3 separate regions of the Ovis aries genome follow, and regions 1 and 3 are each linked to region 2. The links are chromatin contacts, called in public Hi-C maps. All regions are on one chromosome and are shown on one strand. The core of a region is the stretch at or near the end of the contact, and the rest is flanking DNA. Distances in the headings are between cores, read along the strand shown. Region 1 holds the start of H2AZ1 (histone H2A.Z). Region 2 holds the start of TRMT10A (tRNA methyltransferase 10A). Region 3 holds the start of LAMTOR3 (late endosomal/lysosomal adaptor, MAPK and MTOR activator 3).

The links. A called contact is a pair of places that touch in the nucleus more often than the background predicts.
Region 1: a contact with region 2 is called in a Hi-C map of hypothalamus, with 2.9 times the contacts expected there. The contact joins the promoter of H2AZ1 here to the promoter of TRMT10A in region 2. A contact is called at or near these places in 5 of 16 Hi-C or Micro-C datasets (hypothalamus, liver, muscle and 2 more).
Region 3: a contact with region 2 is called in a Hi-C map of hypothalamus, with 4 times the contacts expected there. The contact joins the promoter of LAMTOR3 here to the promoter of TRMT10A in region 2. A contact is called at or near these places in 4 of 16 Hi-C or Micro-C datasets (blood, hypothalamus and muscle).

Annotation. Positions count from the first base shown.
Region 1 is chr6:25,066,515-25,070,772 of ARS-UI_Ramb_v3.0, forward strand. It overlaps H2AZ1 (histone H2A.Z), which reads left to right and starts at 2,428. Exons shown (of 5, transcript NM_001009270.1): 1 at 2,428-2,534; 2 at 2,978-3,055; 3 at 3,337-3,450; 4 at 3,802-3,931; 5 at 4,180-4,258. The coding sequence starts at 2,532. The coding sequence ends at 4,241.
Region 2 is chr6:25,389,389-25,393,701 of ARS-UI_Ramb_v3.0, forward strand. TRMT10A (tRNA methyltransferase 10A) reads left to right here and starts at 2,163. Exons shown (of 8, transcript XM_015096398.3): 1 at 2,163-2,306.
Region 3 is chr6:25,119,389-25,123,630 of ARS-UI_Ramb_v3.0, forward strand. It overlaps LAMTOR3 (late endosomal/lysosomal adaptor, MAPK and MTOR activator 3), which reads left to right and starts at 2,446. Exons shown (of 7, transcript XM_004009674.4): 1 at 2,446-2,537; 2 at 2,839-2,884. The coding sequence starts at 2,876.

The DNA.
Region 1 (4,258 bases), core at 1,178-3,677, 320 kb before region 2:
AAATATTACTCAGTCTTCCTTCAAGATTTTACATCCTTGTCTTGGTTTCAGTGTTACATGGTTTTAGGGTTCATACCTAAATGACATACATCAGCTTTATGACATACATCAGTCTTCTCACAAAAATTTTCTCTTTTATGATTTGGCTTTTACTCCATGCTAAATTAGTACCTTCAAATTGAGGAACACTGTATTCTCCCCTTCTCAGAAATAGTGATGGGTTTCTCAGTGCTGCAGAGTAAAGTGTGCTTTCTTTCCCCAAGATTTAGGTTGTTGCCTTACTGTAACAGTTAAGATCCATTTCAGCAAGTGATAGGCAATCTAAAATTAAAGTGGGGACTTCCCTGGCAGCCCAGTGGCTAAGACTCTGCTCTCCCAATGCAGGGGGCCTAGGTGGGTTTCAGGCTTGCATTGCGGCTTTTTACTTTCATGTCCAAGGAAGACGGTGTGGTAGACAGAGGAAAAGATTTAGGAATCAAAGATACTTTATTTCATCCTTCCCCACATCCAATGCAGAGGACACCATCATTATCATCTGCTGCTATGTGACAAACACACGTTGGAGCATACATTGCATACCTCTCCTTTACTCTTTCAACAACTACCTGAGAATAGGCGTTACTGTACTCTTTTCATCGAAGAGAAACTTGAAGCTCCAAAAAGTAACTAAGATGACACACTGAGAAGGAAGCAGAGCAGAGTTCTCGTCTTCTTGCTCCAGAGCACATTCTCTTAAGCACGGTTCAGTGAGGCAACAGTGAATTCCTTTAGCTGGATCTCATAGGAAAGAGTACATATTATCCAAACTGGAAAAGGTATTAATGTCGGTTTCTAAAGTACATATCAGGAAGCCTCAGCAGAGCTCAGAGTAACTATTACATCAGGTTTCACAGTTTTTAAATGTCATTGTAACAATTCAGTGGGAGAACTGATTAACTCTTGCTACTGATTACAATGTAAAAATTTCTCATTTGTAAGGGGAAGAAAATAACAAAACTCTCTGTCAAATTGTTGGGAACTCCTTCACTGGAACTTACTTATCTACCAGCTATGGAAGGGTCCTCTAATTGGATAAAATCTTTCAAACTGAAACTCAAACTACAGTACTTGAGAATACATATATTAAAACTTTTGGACATCAGAAATATATTTAATATGTAATACACTATTAAATGCTATAAATATAAAAGACAGATCATTACTGTCTTCAAGCAGCTGGACATGTACACAGGTGTTATTAATCTATTAGTTGGACGACTATGTAGCTGGCATTATGATAGTGCTGTGTGTACAGTACTATTTTTTAAGCCCATCATTTGCAACTGATTACATGGACCATCTGTAACTGTCCTTGAATCACGTTAGAAGTTACCCCACTGACATTTACAGAACATTTGTCATGTAGCAAACTGTTTAGCATAGAAAAGTTGATACAGAATAGCTTTGAGGTTTCATTAAATCAACTTTAGACACCAGGCTATAGGTACAACCCATTGATGTGTAATCTCCAGAAAGACACGGGTTATGATTTGATTGAAGAATATCGTCTCACTCCAAGCCCTCTAGGGGTAGACTGAAGTGTCTTTTCTGACCAGCAAGGGGGCTTTCATCACCGTTTTTCCCGTGAAAGTATCCCACTGGGGTGGAGGGGGTGGTTAAGGCATTCAAAAATGGTGAGGAAAGACGAGGGAGTTAGAACTGAAAATGACGTGGGAGCAGTGGATCATGATCAGTCGGTGGCTCGAGACTCGCCCAGGGGGGTTAGAAGACTGAAATCACTATCAAGACTGTGGTCAGGGAAGGAATTGGGGCTCCTCTCACCGGACGCGTTCGCGCCACCTGTCAGACTGAAAAAGCTGGGCGATGCTGAGGGTACCAGGGAAAAGAGTACCCCGGGCCTCGGGAGAAGGCTGTGGACTGCTGGGTCTCTGCCTTCGAGGCGCTCATTTGGAAGGGGAGGGCAGGAAGTGGGGCGCGCTAGACCCCGCGGAGACTTCACGTGGTCTCTGGAATCAGGCTAGGAGACGAAGGCGAACGGGTGATGGTAGGGTGCGCGATACTGCGTGCCCCTCCCCTGAGCCTCTCAACTCCGCCTCTCGGACACGTGACCACAGCCGGGGCGGGGTTGGGGGGGGCTCGCCTAGCTCCCGCAGCATAGCTCGCTCTGTTTCTTCCCTCCCGCCGCTGTGCCCTTCTTCTCCCCAGTTCCAATCCCTCCGCCCTCCCCCCCTCCTTCCGCATGCTCCAATAGGGATTCGAGCTGTGAAGCGCCCGCCCCTCCGCCCTTTTCTTCGCTTTCTCATTGGCTGAAGCTTCAAGGACGCGTCCCGAGGGCGGGGGGCAGCCATTGGTGGGATGAGCAATCCGAGTTCCCGGATGAGGGAACATTCTGCAGTATAAAGGGAGCGGGGAAGGCGGGAGACAGCGCAGTTTGAATCGCGGTGCGACGAAGGAGTAGGCGGCTGGTTCTCGCTGGGTGTCTGACTAGTCCTTTCTCTGCTTTGCTTGTTTGAGCTTCAGCAGAATTCGAAATGGTAAACTTGGTGGAGACGCTCGAAGACTCCGCGGGTTTTTGCCGGCGGGAGAAAAACCCGTTACACACGGAGATGGGGGTGAAGCGGCGACGGTTGGGAACGCGCGGAGACAGGATTTGGAAGAGCAAGGGGAGGTGTTTTGTCGGCGGCGAGCGGAGCAGCCTCGGATCTCGCGGCGGGCGGTGACGGTTGGGTGGCGCGCGCAGCGCCGCTGGGGGCCGGCGGGCGGCGAGCAGGCGGACCGAGGCGCGCGGCCGCGCCGAGCGCGCGGCGGGGGACGGGCGGGCGGGGTCGCCCTTGCGGCGCGCCGCGGGCCGGAGACCCCGGCTGGGCACGGGGCCGCGCTCGCGCCCGAGCCGCGGCGCGGTGGGGGAAGGGCGCGCTGCTCTGGTAATCCTATATTCTGCGTTCCTCCTTCGCTCGCGGGCGTGTGCGCGCCGCAGGCTGGCGGTAAGGCTGGGAAGGACTCCGGAAAGGCCAAGACAAAGGCGGTTTCCCGCTCGCAGAGAGCCGGTTTGCAGGTCAGTGGTTGTTCGTGCATTCTGGGAATCGTGGCGTTTTTCTTTCCTTTTCCTCTCTTGTTTATCATCGCTCTAGATGAGCGTTTCGTCTTTGCGTGGGTGATAGTGTCGCGACTTGGTTTACCGATGCAATAAATATCGGGGGGGGGCGATCACGTGTGTCTGTGGTGGGGCGCGTTGCTGCACCGGCGTCCATGACCCTGCCTTTGGCGCGCGTATAATTAATTATCTTTGGCTCGTCTATCTTTGTGCATTTATGTTTGTGTATGCTAAAAACGAAGTTCCCAGTGGGCCGTATTCATCGACACCTCAAATCTAGGACGACTAGCCATGGACGTGTGGGCGCGACTGCCGCTGTGTACAGCGCAGCCATCCTGGAGTACCTCACCGCAGAGGTAAATGGGTGTACGCCTATAATCTGGAAAAGGTTGGGAGGGGGTGGGGGGAGGCGGCGAGAGGGAAGGAGGAAAGTGATGCAAGAAAACTCCCAGGCTCTGTACGCAGCGAGAAGCTTCCGACAACGCTAGAGGGGGCTGGTGATCATGATGGGGATCCTCCTGAGCTTGACTTTGCGGCCTTAGGAAATAAAATTGCGTGCCCTCTTTATGGCTTTTGCTTATCTTGCCATTCAGGTAGTGGGGGAGATGACAGTTGGTAGATATACCTTCATCATGAAGGTTTGATTCTTGTCTGGATCTTGACGTTAATGAAAGTTGGAAGGAGATTGATCGCATTTTGCCTTCTAGGTACTTGAATTGGCAGGAAATGCATCGAAAGACTTGAAGGTAAAGCGTATTACCCCTCGTCATTTGCAACTTGCTATTCGTGGAGATGAAGAATTGGACTCTCTCATCAAGGCTACAATTGCTGGTGGTGGTATGTAAATATTAACTTATAAATTTCTCTAGAGAAAAGAATTTGCTTTTAAATTTCCCTCTAGTAATTTTCAGTCTAAAAGAGGACACAGTATATTTTCATTGATCTGTAGTATGGTTGCATCATGAAATTTGATTTCTCTTACGTACTTCTGAATTTTTACTCTGCGCTTACATTGAAAGACATCTTCCAAGTTGAACATTAAACTCTTGGTTTTAAAGTAGTATGTTATTTTATCCCTTTTCTAGGTGTCATTCCACACATCCACAAATCTCTGATTGGAAAGAAAGGACAACAGAAGACTGTCTAAAGGATGCCTGGATTCCT
Region 2 (4,313 bases), core at 913-3,412:
AGGAGAATTCCAGGGACAGTGGAGCCTGATGGGCTGCTGTCTATGGGGTCGCACAGAGTTGGACACGACTGAAGCGACTTAGCAGCAGCAGTAGCAGTTGTCCAAATTAGAACTCAGATGGTAAAGAAACTGCCCGCAATGCAGGAGACCCAGGTTTAATCCCTGCATTGGGAAGATCCCCTGGAAAATGAAATGGCAACCCACCAGTATTATTTCCTGGAAAATCCCAAGGGCAGAGAATCCTGGCAGGCTGCAGTCCCTGGGGTCACAAAAAGTCAGACATGACTGAGGGGCTATCACAGTTGTCTAAATTAGAAAAACCCTTAGGGTCAGTCTTTCCTCCTCCTTTCTCATCCTAACCACAGCTTATCAGTCATGTACCAAACTATGACATGTCTTTGCTTTCACTGTTGCCAATATTTAAAATAGTTTTTCCATCTTGATATCTGAAGATCTATTTACTTTTCAAGACAGAACAAATTATTCAATTTCTGAAACTATGTCACTCACCTCCAGGAACACTTAGTTGCTTCTTTCCATGTACAGGCATCTCAAGTACATTATATTGTATGATATTTAACACCAGCTCTCCCATTAGACTAAGGATTCCTCAAGAACAAAGATCACAATTTAGTTATCTTTGTATCAACAATACTAAGACAAAAAAAAAAAAAAAAAAAAAACCATGGGACTCAACAAGTATGTCAAATAAATAAATAAATGAGTTTTACAAATTAATGAAAATAATACTGTTTCATATTGTGGTTTTTGCCTTCCTGTATTTTCTATATGCTTTCTATATCTTTGGTTAAATTGTCCATTTTTTGCTAGTGCTTTCTTTGGATGATACTAGAACCATTTTAAACTTCACACCCTATGACTACAAAGTTAAATGGCTATGTCAAAAGAAAACATAAGAGGGTTTTTTAAGTAACTTAAAATTTTTGTTTTAATAAGGGTATCAGGTATTAGCTCTGAAAAATATGTTATTATTCACAAAACAGATCCCTGAGGGGCAACTGAACAGCTGTTGAAAGTTCTGGCACATCACTATGCCAGCCTGAGCTTAATGACCTACATGTGAAGGGCTAAATATCCAATTACTAATCCTCCTTCAGCTACTCTTTGGCCTGATATGGAGGTAGCTGAAAAAAGATGCCCTACTAACAGATCAGAAATGGATCCAGACTTCTTTGCCAATTCTTAGTTAAAAGATCTTTTGGACTTGACATAATGAGGAAACAGAGAGTGGCCTACAACCATGTTGCAGTGACAGTTTTTCAAGTAAAATTTGACTGTTTAAAACAAGAGTGACTTCAGTTTTGTAACTAAATTTACAGACATTTTAATTCTTTCAGAAAAGTTAAGTCTGGAATTTCCTATTCACAGAAACCTTTAAACATGTTAGAATATTTTCAAATATCAAGTATAAATCACTCCAGAGTTCTTTCCATACTGAGATGGCAGTCTTCTATTCACTGATTCAAACATCACTCTTATCTTCGAATTCTGCAATAATCACTTATTAGAAGTAGGACCAAATTAAAAACTATATAGAAAATGACCATCAACCGGATTATGTTACAGCTCTCCCTTAGGTGACTTGATCCATATATATATCAAAAAGGTTACATAGTAAAGTCAGGCATTATAAACAATGAAACGTCACCAGATGTCTTACAAAACAGTATATGAAAAACAGCTCAAGGAATGAATGGAGAGTAAGACTTATGGTTACATGGAAGAAAAGGCGTAAACATTCTAGATTTAATTACCTCTTATTGGGAGCTTGATTCACTTTTAAAATCTAATTTTCCACTTGAGTTGTGTAAAATTATGATACTGAAAACCTCCTGTATTATAAATACAAATAATTCAGGCAAGAGATGCTTTCCTCTCATCTCAAACATGGAAGAATTATAAGCCCTTTATTAGTGTTGGCCATTTTTAAGAGTAGGAATGTTTTAACATCCCTCGCCACGTCCACGAGGACATATGAATAAATGCCTGCAGGTGTATGCCTGCCTTGAATTGGAAAAACAGGTATTACTACTCAAACACCTCCCACTCCAGAAATCCTAACCCCAGACCCCGCCCCACACAAACCCCGCCCCTTTCTCCCACTGCGGGTCCGGAATTGGCGCAGTGGGCTGACGAAAGACGTAACCTCCGTAGCCTTCTACGTGTAGCTACCGGCTCTGCCTCTGGGAGTTGAAGTTTCCGAAAGAGGACCTTCTAGAGTGGTAAATACCACTACAAAAAGCTTTCTGAGAGGTTATCAGATTCCCCGACAACTCCTCTGTTCGGTAAGTTTCTTGGCGCGGAGGCTTGCGCTCGTCTACCTTTTGATATAATCCGCGAGCAAAAGGAGCTCGTGCCGATCCCGCCTTCCACTAGCAATAGGGCTTCCGGGGAAGAGGTAAGTGGGATAATGGAAAATGGTAGCAAAGACCAGCTCCGGAAGGAAGTGACGTCAGAGAGCGCGCGCCCCTTCGGCTCGCCAAACAGCTTTCTGATTCGTCGGCTGCAAGTTAACCCCGCCTCTGGAGTGCGTCCGCGCGTGTGTGACATGGAGGCGAGAGTCGGGCTCGGTTCTGCTCACTAGTAGAGGACCTCTTGCTGTCGACTTCTGTTTGGGGGGTCAAGATACGGGTCCTAGTATGTGAAGTGTGTTCGCTTCCCAAGAATGAAAGGAGAGGGAAATTTGGACTCTGAAAGGCCGGAAAACGAGTTGTGGTTGTGCCACTTATTGGCAAGAGACCGTGGGCAAGTCGCTTTTCGTCTTTAAACCTCGTTTTCCCTCATTTCCCTCATTTTTCCTACGAGGGCTGATGTCTCTCAGCGCTGTGAAATGTGGGAAGAGGCCAGGGGAAAGTTGCCGCAGGTGCTGGTAGGCCCCACCGTGGTTTTAAGAAGTCCGAGGTGTTACCGAATTTCCCTGAAACATTTTGTGTTTAAATTCAGGAATTTTTCTAGAGATACACAGAGGATAGCAATGGCATATTTCTCGCTTTTTTTTGTTATAAATCCTCCGCCTTTCCCCATCATGGCCCAGGCCTCTGCCTAAGGGACCTCACAGCTGAACTGAGTCGTTATTGCAAATCTGGCCCGCGCATTTTAAAAAGGTATTCCTTCTTTACCACCGTTAGGTCATTTAATTCCGTTCTCCGGTTATTTCGACATTCCTTTGGATGTTTCTGAAAAGGAGACTGTGTTATAAATTATTAAGACTTTAGCCCAATCAATAAAGCTGTGAGTTGTTTGTTTGTTTGTTTTTTTTAACTTTCGGCCAGTCACAACTCATGATGTGTATTGTCCCTGCCAGGAGTTGTGCTAAGAAGTGGAAATACAAGGATAATAGAGATACAATTTTTTAAATCTATCTATCCCACACAAAATTGACTTAGTTATCTTTATCCATAGTTTCATAAAACCACTAGATAATCTATATCTAACTAAACCATTTAAAGCAATTCAGTGCTCAAGTAAACTAAATTTGGCACAATTATTTCTGTAATTGCTACAAAGTTGGTTGAACCTGGTGAATGAATTAAAATCTGCTGTGAATAGCACTGCATGTGAGGGACGAATGCAAATCTGCCATGGTGTTTATATTTTACTCAACAGGTTAATCTGAACAAACTAGTGTATAGTTAAATGCTTACTGTATGTTACAGGCAGTAGGAGTTGGTCCGTGTGTTTGTAAAGTGTGTTGAAAGCAATAATGAAAGGATCTCAATCTAGCATCATTTGATGCTTGATCATTGCATCATTCCCTGCAATGTATCTAGCTTATTCAGAGCTTTAAAAAATTTTCTTTTACTACATTCCTTTTTCTTAATTGGAAATAACTTTTAAAATAGCAGTGATGATTTTGACAAGCTCATGACCTTTGTATTTGATAGGCTTTTAAAAAGTATTAGTATGCAATGATAAGCAAATTAAATTTAACTTGGACTTCTTGGGAAAGGCGACAGCTCCCCCTGGTGTGCATGAGTTGTAAAACTTTGCTGTACTTTGTTATATTAAAAATTTTCAGTCTAGAGCCAATCAACACTTGCTCTTTTGACCATCGTAGGAAACTAGTGAAAAACGATGCCACTGATGATAGAAATACTCTGTCCTACAATATTAATCAATTTCATGAAGAAAGCAATTTGTTTCCTCTGATTTTTAATTGTGCCTTAAAGGCCGCATGTTTGGCTTGTGTTCTCCATGCCAAGTTGCTTCAATTGTGTCCAGCAGTTTGCGACCCTGTGGACTGTAGCCCAGTTTCCTCTGTGCGAGGACTCGCCAGGCAAGGATACTGGAGT
Region 3 (4,242 bases), core at 1,196-3,695, 270 kb before region 2:
AGATTCAGGAACCCCCACAACTACCTGAGATAATAAGAGTCATTTTGATGGAAGGGTGATATAATCAATTTGGCTGAAAAATAGGATTCACATTAGATTGCATTTACAAGTAAAATGAAATGATTAAAGACTATGTCAAGCATTGTCTGCAATGGTGTGTCACTAAAGATTTCTTTGGTCAGAAATAATATACATTGTTTTAGAAAGGTTTAACTGGGCTTCCTTAAGTGGCTACTGATATAGTCTTGCTGAATACAGTAAGGGTTGAATGAAGAGCTGAAAAAAATATAGATGTAAAAAATCGTTGTTGAGAAAAGGACATGAGAAAGGAGAAGCAAACATGATACCTGACAGAATCATGGAACCAACAAGGACATAGATCAGGAAACAGGTTTACTGGAGTTTTTTAGTACCTTTGGGTTAGAACTGACAGAGGTATGTAGAAATATCCAATATCCAACAAGCAGCTGAAAATATGAACCTTGAGCTCAGAGGAAAGGTGCAGGTTTAGGAATCACATTCTCAGGATACTGTGGAAAGAAAAACAGCAGAAGACTCGAAGACAAACTTTAACAGTGAGGAGGCTGAGTGAGGAACTAAAATAAGTGCAGTGTTCTAGAGGCTAAGAAATCAAAGGAAAAGGAAGTGGTCTTCAATGTCAGTTGCTATGGAACTGTCAAGTTCTCTTATAATGACAAGGAGATCATTTGTAACATCTAGGTGCTTTGTAACTTACCATTTCAACCTCCTAAGGGTAACTAGCAAATTAGTATCTTTCCACCACACCTTGGTCTATAGCTGGTTCCTTTTGCACTTCTATTTTCAGGGATCCCTTGGATTTCAAGGAGCTCAAACCAGTCAATCCATCAACCCTGAATTTTCATTGGAAGGGTTGACACTGATGCTGAAGCTCCAATAAATACTTTGGCCACCTGATGTGAAGGTGACTTATTAGAAAAGACTTGATGCTGGGGAAGACTGAAGGCAGGAGGAGAAGGGGATGACACAGGATGCGATGGTTGGATGGCACCACTGACTCAATGGACAGGAGTTTGAGCAAGTTCTGGGAATTGGTGGACAGGGAAGCCTGGCGTGCTGAAGTCAATGGGGTCACAAAGACTGGGACAGGACTAAGCAACTGAACTGAACTTGATGATCTGTGGAAAAGAAGTTCCCCTAGACCTCATTTTCCTACCAATGTGCAATGTGCAATGTGCAAACAAGCAATGCACCAAATAAAAAATTATAGACAGTTCTTAAAAGTACGGTCTTCTTCACACGTGTACCCCAATGTTCATCGCAGCACTGTTTATAATAGCCAGGACATGGAAGCAACCTAGATGTCCATCAGCAGATGAAGGATAAGAAAGCTGTGGTACATATACACAATGGAATATTACTCAGCCATTAAAAAGAATACATTTGAATCAGTTCTAATGAGGTGGATGAAACTGGAATCGATTATAGAGTGTAGTAAGCCAGAAAGAAAAACACCAATACGGTATATGAACACATATATATGGAATTTAGAAAGATGGTAATGATAATCCTGTATGTGAGACAGCAGAAGAGACACAGATATATAGAACAGTCTTTCGGACTCTGTGGGAGAGGGAGAGGGTGGGATGATTTGGGAGAATGGCATTGAAACATGTATAATATCATATAAGAAACGAATCGCCAGTCTAGGTTCGATGCAGGATACAGGATGCTTGGGGCTGGTGCGCTGGGATGACCCAGAGGTATAGTAGCGGTGGGGGGGGCGGTCAGGATTGGTAATAGGGGTACACCCGTGGCGGATTCATGTTGATGTATGGCAAAACCAATACAATATTATAAAGCAATTAGCCTTCAATTAAAATAAATTTAAATTTTTTAAAAAAGTATGGTCTTCTGAATAAAGAGCCAATGAAAGAAGGTTGCTCCATGTCTGCATATGTAAAAGCTTGATGTACGCACAGAGGAGATCTCCAGAAAGCTCAAGGATCCTTGATTCAATCCAGACAAGTCACAGTACGAGGGTAGCTCCCACGGGAAGCCAAAAGATTAATAAATTACGATCAGAGACCGACGGACCTGGGGCTTGCTGTTCAGTATGTAACACCACCCCCTTTAAATGTATTCATCTACAAGAAGAGGTTTTAAGATAACGGACCACAAGAAAAAAATAATGAAATTTATGCACCCGCCTCAAACAAATACGTTTTCTTGCTTGCGTTTTCTGGGAATCTTCAGGGTTCCGGGATCTCAAAGCAAAGCAATCTCTATTCAAGTGCAGAGGTCTGGGACAGCCTGAACTCCTCACAGATGCAAAAGGAACCCGCGGTGAGTGGACCGGGGCTTATCGCGCAAATGCGCGCTCCCTTGTCGAAGTACCGCCCCGGAAATCCCTAGTCACCTAGCGACGGTGTCTTGAGAAGTGCTTCCGGGAGCACAGAAGAGGTCACAAATCATGTGACTGCGGCTTTTAGAGGAACCTGTCCCAGAAGTTGTCCCTGAAGTGGCAGTTCAGAGAAACAGGCAACCCAGAAACCCAGGTAACTGCAGCCACTTTGCCCGGTGGCATAGGCCGCAAGTGGCACGGGTGGTGAGACGGAAGAGAAGATGCCGCTTTCGCCTCCCGTTTGGGCTTGGATTTTGGGGGTTAGTGGGCTGTCAGGCATCTCGGTTACCCGGCTGAGTATTTGGGAATTCCGACTCCAATCAGCCTCCTTGGCTGGAGCCCTGGAGCCGTGGATCCTTGCCTGACCCAGCGGAGAGCTGACACTGCTTATTAGGTTGGGGGTGGGGAGGGAGAGGAAGTCTTGAGGGGAGAGTCACCCGGAGTTTCTCTTTCAGGCGTGGAGATTGATCCTGCGGGAGAAAGGGGTTCATCATGGCGGATGTGAGTTAACACCCCCATATAAGAGGAAGGAGAGAGTGGAGAGTAGGTTGAGACTACTGGGTGGGGAGAGAGCGCTTCCCAAATACAAATTTGTTTCGTTTTACCGCTTCCCTCCAATTACTTTGTCTAGGATCTGAAGTCAGAGACTAATAGGAGTAATTTTCGGGGCCCTGAGTTTCTGCCTGGAATGGGGGTGGAAGACACTTAAAGGTGCCTGAGGTTGAGACAATTTTATTTTTCCTACGCCCCAGTTCTGCGGGCATAAGACAGATTCTGCATATTTACCATTTCAGTTTCTAAATGATGATTTGCTGCTCTGAATCCTTTTCCAGTTAAGTCTCTTTGGGTTCACTGTAGCAATTTCAGATGATTTATAACCATTGCCTTTTTAACACAGCAATACAATTAAAATTCTAAATTTAGGAAACTTTATTGTACTAGTTTCTGGAAACAACAGGGAATTAATATTATTAATGTTTATATTTGTTTATATTTTACATACTGTTATATTTTTACATACTGTTATTTTGTTTATATTGGAGAAGGAAATGGCAACCCACTCCAGTACTCTTGCCTGGAAAATTCCATGGATGGGGGAGCCTGGTAGGCTACAGTCCATGGGGTCACAAAGAGTCAGACACGACTGAGCGACTTCACTTTCTTTCTATAATTCCTTTTGGAGAAGGAAATGGCAACCCATTCCAGTGTTCTTGCCCGGAAAATCCCATGGACAGAGGGACCTGATGGGCTGCAGTCTGTGGGGTTGCAAAGAGTCCGACACCACTAAGCAACTAACACACACATTTTGTTTATATATACACTAAATATTCTTTGGAACATTGAACAGATACTCATTTAATTATTGCAATAACTTTCATGAGATATGCACTGTTAATCACTGTGTTTATAGATGAAGATGCTAAGTCACAGAAAGATCTAGTAACTTCCTCAGATTACACAGCTAGTTTGTTGCTGAGTCAGGATACCAACCCATGCAGACTCCAGAATCCATGTTCTTAACTACACTAAATGATTATTCAACAGTATGAATCTGATTTTTCTTTTAGGTTGCAGGATTATGTGTTTCAACATTTAGCAACTTTTTATGTCTTTATCACTCCATTTTTGGGTGTCTTCCAGTATATTTTTGAGGCCTTATTCTCCAGGCTTAATCAAATCACTGAATTCTTTTGAGCATCTCCCTTGAAAAGATTGTTCTAATAAGGGCTGTGGGAGAAATAAAGATAACTAAGGTATAATTTCTCTCCTTAAGGATTTTTAAAGGTTAAAAAAAAAGTACAATAGGCAAGTGATCATAGCTATGCATACATTATTGTGTGAAAATTCAGAGAAGAGAG